Regions from separate parts of the Mus musculus genome. Here region 2 is linked to region 1. Evidence: chromatin contacts called from public Hi-C data. All regions are on one chromosome and are shown on one strand. The core of a region is the stretch at or near the end of the contact, and the rest is flanking DNA. Distances in the headings are between cores, read along the strand shown.

Region 1 (2,877 bases), core at 124-2,623:
CCTAAAACACAGAAAGTTTTAAGATATCATGGAAAATCTTTTTATGAATATTGGTTAAATAATTGAGTATTTATGAATACTGGTAAGTTTAAATTTAACTATGTGGTGGGTAATTAGTGCACAGTGTGCAACTGGCGTGTTAATGAGGGCTATAACTAGACAAATAGCTAACAGGTTTGAAAACTTTTTTTTTGACAAATAGGTGATTCAATGAGGATATTTTCATCGTTTAAGAGTTCAACCTTGTATCTGCTAGTGATCTTCTGAGTGTCACGATTTCCAAGCGTTACTTGTGAGCCAATGAGATGTGTGAAAGGTCATACTTACAAAGGTCCTTAAAAATCCCTTGGTGAAGGGTCGGGGAGGTGGCCCAGTTGTGAGGTGATCGATCTGCTGTCCAAGGGAGAGGACCTGGGGTTGGTCCCATAGAGTTTACTTTGAAAGTTAAGATGCAGTGGTACACTCCTGTGGTGCTGGGGATGCAGAGGAGAGACAGGGGCATCCCTGGAGCTTGGTAATCAGTCAGTATAGCCTCACTGTTGAGTTCCATGCTGAGTGACAGATAGTCGAGAGAGAGAGAGAGAGAGAGAGAGAGAGAGAGAGAGAGAGAGAGGGAGAGGGAGAGAGAGCGAGAGCGAGAGCGAGAGAGAGAGAGGGAGAGGGAGAGGGCGAGAGAGAGCGAGTGAGAGAGAGAGAGAGAGAGAGGGAGAGGGAGAGGGAGAGGGAGAGGGAGAGAGAGAGAACACAGGATATCAATTTCTGAAACACACACACACTCACACTCAGTTAACCATTTAGTTTTCTCTCTTCACCTGTGGCTTTGTTTTATCTGGTATATAGGATATTTTTAGGCACCAGGTCGGAAATTTTGAGAGCCACATCACTGGAAGGTTGAACACTGATAATTTCTCCCTTATATTTTCTGTGATAAGATGTTTTTAGAAAGTTTTCAAGGTATTAAAAAAATGTCAAAATGGGGGGCAGGGTTGGAGGGGGGAGGAAACCCTCTTTACTGCTGTTTGAACTTTGGGCACAAGATGGCGCCGAAGTCACACCAATTAAACCCAAAGCCAGGCATTTTGTGTTGGTACTGAACAGCTTCTATTGAACACAGAAAAACCAGTTTGTCCTTTGTGAGTTTCTCTCTTGTCAAGTTCTCTAGAACTTAGGAAGAATTCTTACATTAATTCTTGTTTTTAACGACTTAACGTTTATTTATTCTCCAATCTATTAAAACTCTGACTTCACTGCTTTGTTGAATCAAAATCCTTTTCTTCTTGGGATAAACTGTTTTCAGAAGACAATTGACTCTTAAATACATTAAGTCTTACTAAGTGGACATTTGTTTTCAATTTAAAGGAGGAAAAGTCTATGTTCCAGTCTGTGAACAAATTTTTTTTTTTTTTTTTTTTAAGTTTTTAGGAACGTTTAGAGTTGCTGTGTTCAGCCAGTACAGTATAATCACTTTTCTGGAAGGAGATATGTCAGGGAAAGCCAATGTCCTTGGCTAAACCGAATCCTTCTAAATTGATGTCCGGCAGGATTAGAGCAGATGTATGTATCCCAAGGCTGCCGGCTTTATTTTGGCTGGGAACACGGCGCATCTGCGCACGGATGTCTTCACGCTGGATTAGTCTTTGTGGGATGGGATTTACAGTCCAAGGCTGAGTTTCTTAATTACCTCTGCGTTATATAACGCCCAGGGGACAGCCAGGACAGGAGGCTGCTGTGTGACACTCTGCTCTCCGGGACAGTGCCCGGAAGGTCTTCTCACACTTTTTCTAGATGACACAGTTTTGCAAATCATAAGATTTTCTTTCTGTTCCTGAAAAAGTGAGTTTACTAAACATATTCATTAAAAAAAAAAAACCCTAAACTTGAATATACAATAAAGCCAAAAGTTCTCTGAGCTCCCCTCTGACTCATGTTAAGTTTTGTGTTTGATCACCAAGTACCTGGTCCCTGTGAGAAACTTGTTTGTAACATTCAACTTTTTTGTTCAAAACTTCTTTCTGTTGAAAGAGACAAGATTTACTGGGTTTTTTTGTTTGTTTGTTTGTTTTGGTTTTGGTTTTTTAACGTAAGCTGAAACTTATTTGAAAACAAAAATTACACGGCACAGTTATATGGCAGATACAATTCTTAATACTCTATGGCACACGAGCGATAGCCAAACCTTGGGTAGCACACTTCCGTCCTTCCCAGGAAAAGCTTTCAGAGTCTGTGGTTTTCCCTTATGAGGGTAGCAGTGGTGTTCTTTTGTGGGAGGAGATTGCAAAGCTGGGTTTTGATAGTAGAACCCCAATTTGAAGGACATGCACGTACCGTATCTGTACAACATGACACTACACACATCACACTATACACACATCTCATCCCACACACCACACACACCTCACCACACATACCACATACAACACACACCACAGACAACACACACACCACACACAACACACACACACACCACACCACACACAACACACAGAGACCACACACACACCACACCACACCACACCACACACACCATACACACACAGACCACACATACACACCACACCACACCACACACACCATACACACACAGACCACACACACAGATCACACCACACCACACACACCACACCATACACACCACACCACACACCACACACAATACAACACATCACACACAACACAACAAAACTACACCACACGCAACACACACACACACACACACACACACACACCACCACCACCACCACCACTCACCTACATAAAGTGAAAATTGTACATAGGAAAATAAATAGATTATATTCTGGTGGCCTCATGCCTTTAGACATGGGTCTTTTTTCGGGTGAATTTTCTAGAGAAGGAGATTCAACTGGTTTTCTGCTGTGG
Region 2 (2,877 bases), core at 264-2,763, 900 kb before region 1:
CATTCTGCTGGGTGAATCAGGATGGAGGTCTTCTGCTTCTCAGGCCTTTAGGCTCAGACTGCAACTCTATCCTGAATTCTCAGACCTCCCAACCATAGCACCACTTGTACTGCGTCTCTAGCTTGTGGTTGAGAGATCATGGGCCTTCTCAGCCTCCACCATCATGTGAACTAATATCCTCTGACAAATATACATATATGAACGTATATAATGTATTCTATCATGCATACCTACAACGTACATAGACCATGTATTTATGACGCCATTGTCGTGTGTGCTCTGTTTCTCTGAAAGCACATCTTCTGCACTGCATTTTTTCTGTGAAAGCATAGCATTCCTTGCCCTGGGGGCTGTGAGGAGAAACAGGGCAGTGTTCAACAGAAAGCCTATGAACCCCTAATCCACTTGGACCGGGTCCTTGATGCACTAGCCGAATCCCTAAGACCCTTCACATCCTTATCTCAATCTTCCTCTTCCCCATTAGTAAGCTAAGTGCATGTGTGGTGCTCAGTAAACAGTGGGGTCACATCAGTCCCCACAGATGATAAAGTTGTTCTTTACAAAGTTTGCGAGTGGGAGCCTATTCACTGAATAAAAGATGTGCGCCTGGGTTGCAAGAATTTAAACGTTACCATCTCCTTCAGAAGGTGCAGGTTTTCCTTTAAGTCCACATGCATTATTCATCAGCTTTAATTCTGTCGTGTTGACCTAGAATTTCATGGCCCTGCAATGCTGCTGCATACCAAGCATCTTCTAGGAATAAAGGTCTTTCTGAAGCTTCAAATAACATAGAGGCTCCTGTATCTCTATTTCCTGGTGTATCATGTGACAACCCATCATAAGCCCTCCATAAAGTCTTCTCCTTTCTAGTGGAAGAAATTCATCTGCCAGCACTGCTCTGAGCACAGAATACATTCCTGCCCTGGAAATGCATGCTTAAATATTTAATGCAAGCATGAATGTGAAGAGCTTCTGGCAGCTGCGGGAAAAGGAGCTGATGGGAAGGGGGAAATAAACTTCATTTGAGAAGATTAAATGAGCTGAAAAATGGCCTCAGTGGTATTCTATAACTCTATAGTAAACAAACCCTGGAGACCAAAAACAAAAACAAAACAAAACAAAACAAACAAACAAACAAACAAACAAAAAGCACATGGAATGCTTGTCCCATGCAAGAAAGTGAACACAGTACAGAATATTCAGGGGGTTCCAGTTTGAAGTAAAATCCAGGCTAGGACAGTGCCAACCACTGTCTACAGCCTCCCTTATAAATCAGCCCTGCCCCTGGGGAAGACAGATGGCTTAGTATCTAACACAGACATAACCACAACCCAAGCTGAGTGAGACCTGCCAGCAGCCAAAGAACAAGGGCGCCTTAGAGAAAAGATAAATTGGGCTCTCTTTAAACCCCACTGAAGCTGTTCCTCTGGCAACTCCAGGTACAGCAGGGGGCACCAGCATCTTCCAACACACAGGCTACCAGCTGTACAACCTTGGCAAGACAGCCTGTAACCACAGCCATGTGATGGTGTGTCATTAACTCGAGCTCTCGAGCCCCAGGGTCTTCCAGACTGTGCACAGGCATGGCTGGAGTCGGCTTTTGAAGGTTGAGAGCATCTGCATTCCAGGGCTGGGTTGGAGCAGGGAATGTTAGTCAGCTTTCCTCAGCACAGAAAGTACCAGACTTACTCCCTGCCAACTTATAAATAAATGATGTAGGTGGAGCACGCAGGGTCACAGCTACCCAGGCTAAAGGCCCATGCACTTCTGTTTCCAGGAAAGTCAGAATGAAATAACAGAGCCCTGAAAGCAGCAGGAACTTCTCAAAGCCAGGAAAAACCTGTGGGGTCAGGGCAGCTTGGAGGACTGATGGCGGTGACCACGTAAAGCAAGACTCTCAGGCATAAGTCATTCCCTTTTGTGTGGTTCATTTTGATTAACTTGCCTTGTGCATATGGAACATCTTGTACACCAAGAAAGCCCATGCAGAATTGGCTTTGTTGAGGGTGTACTTTTAAAGTTCAACACTTTTAAAGATAGAATAAATCTCAGATGAGATAAAAAGTAGTGCTCTATGATAAAAGGTGGAGTATCAAATAGTCTTTCTTCAAAAGGCTTCTAGGAACCTATCACATATAGATATACACATTCCGATACACACTCCTGGATCCAGATTTTAAACTTGATAGGCAACTCTTCATTCTGTGATAGTCTCAGGTTTTTTTTTTTTTTTTTTTTTAACTTTCATAGCTAACCTAAGAAGCTACTCACATTATGAGAATGTGCACGGCCTCCCTGAAGTCATGTGATCATATTCTACCCATTAAGATGACGGCACTCAGGTGAGAGTCTGTGGGAAATAATTAGGTTGTGGGGGAGGAGCCTCACTAATGAGGCCACCATCTTTATAATGAGGCCTCGGCAGCACATTTATTATTATTGTGTGAAAATACAAAGAAAATGGCAGTCAATTATCCCCAAAGATGGCCCTCACTGGTACCACCAACCCCCCAGACCTATGCAGAACAAGTTGCTATTGCTCATAATCTGAACTTCTTCAAGAAACATTCCCGTGTGATGCTTTGTGGAAGGAGTAGTTTGTGTCTCCCCTTCATAACCATATGGACAAGCATTACGTACTGCTGTTATGGGACTGATTCTTGACAATGCTCTGTGGCCACCTCTCTCTGAGGCCAATTTGATTTACTTTCTGGACTCACCTGGAGGTCATCTTGATTACTGAACAGAAAACATCCAGCCAAACTATATTAGTCTGAAAACAAGGACTTAAAATACCTAGAATATTTTTTGTCTCCAATTCCATGGTTCCCTAGGGTTTCCTTTGGACTCTGGAATCAAGAAAGCTGCTGGAATCTG

What was found. A called contact is a pair of places that touch in the nucleus more often than the background predicts.
Region 2: a Hi-C map of stem cell-derived neural stem cells shows a contact between it and region 1, with 2.9 times the contacts expected there. The contact joins two enhancer-like sites. A contact is called at or near these places in 11 of 484 Hi-C or Micro-C datasets (B cells, DN3 thymocytes, the N1E-115 cell line and 7 more) and 2 of 115 datasets of contacts at active chromatin or transcription factors (large pre-B cells and pancreatic cancer cells).

What each region holds. Positions count from the first base shown.
Region 1 is chr10:13,428,132-13,431,008 of GRCm38.p6, reverse strand. All of the region lies in intron 1 of Phactr2 (phosphatase and actin regulator 2), which reads left to right. Among named protein-coding and RNA genes, the nearest start is that of Phactr2, 45 kb to the left of the region's middle. Within about 2 kb of position 1,373, at least 35 of the 459 cell types and tissues checked have an H3K27ac peak or open chromatin away from gene starts, as enhancers often do. A contact at or near this core is called in stem cell-derived neural stem cells, where this site is marked.
Region 2 is chr10:14,331,462-14,334,338 of GRCm38.p6, reverse strand. No RefSeq gene overlaps it. Among named protein-coding and RNA genes, the nearest start is that of Gm40603, 10 kb to the right of the region's middle. Within about 2 kb of position 1,513, at least 77 of the 459 cell types and tissues checked have an H3K27ac peak or open chromatin away from gene starts, as enhancers often do. A contact at or near this core is called in stem cell-derived neural stem cells, where this site is marked.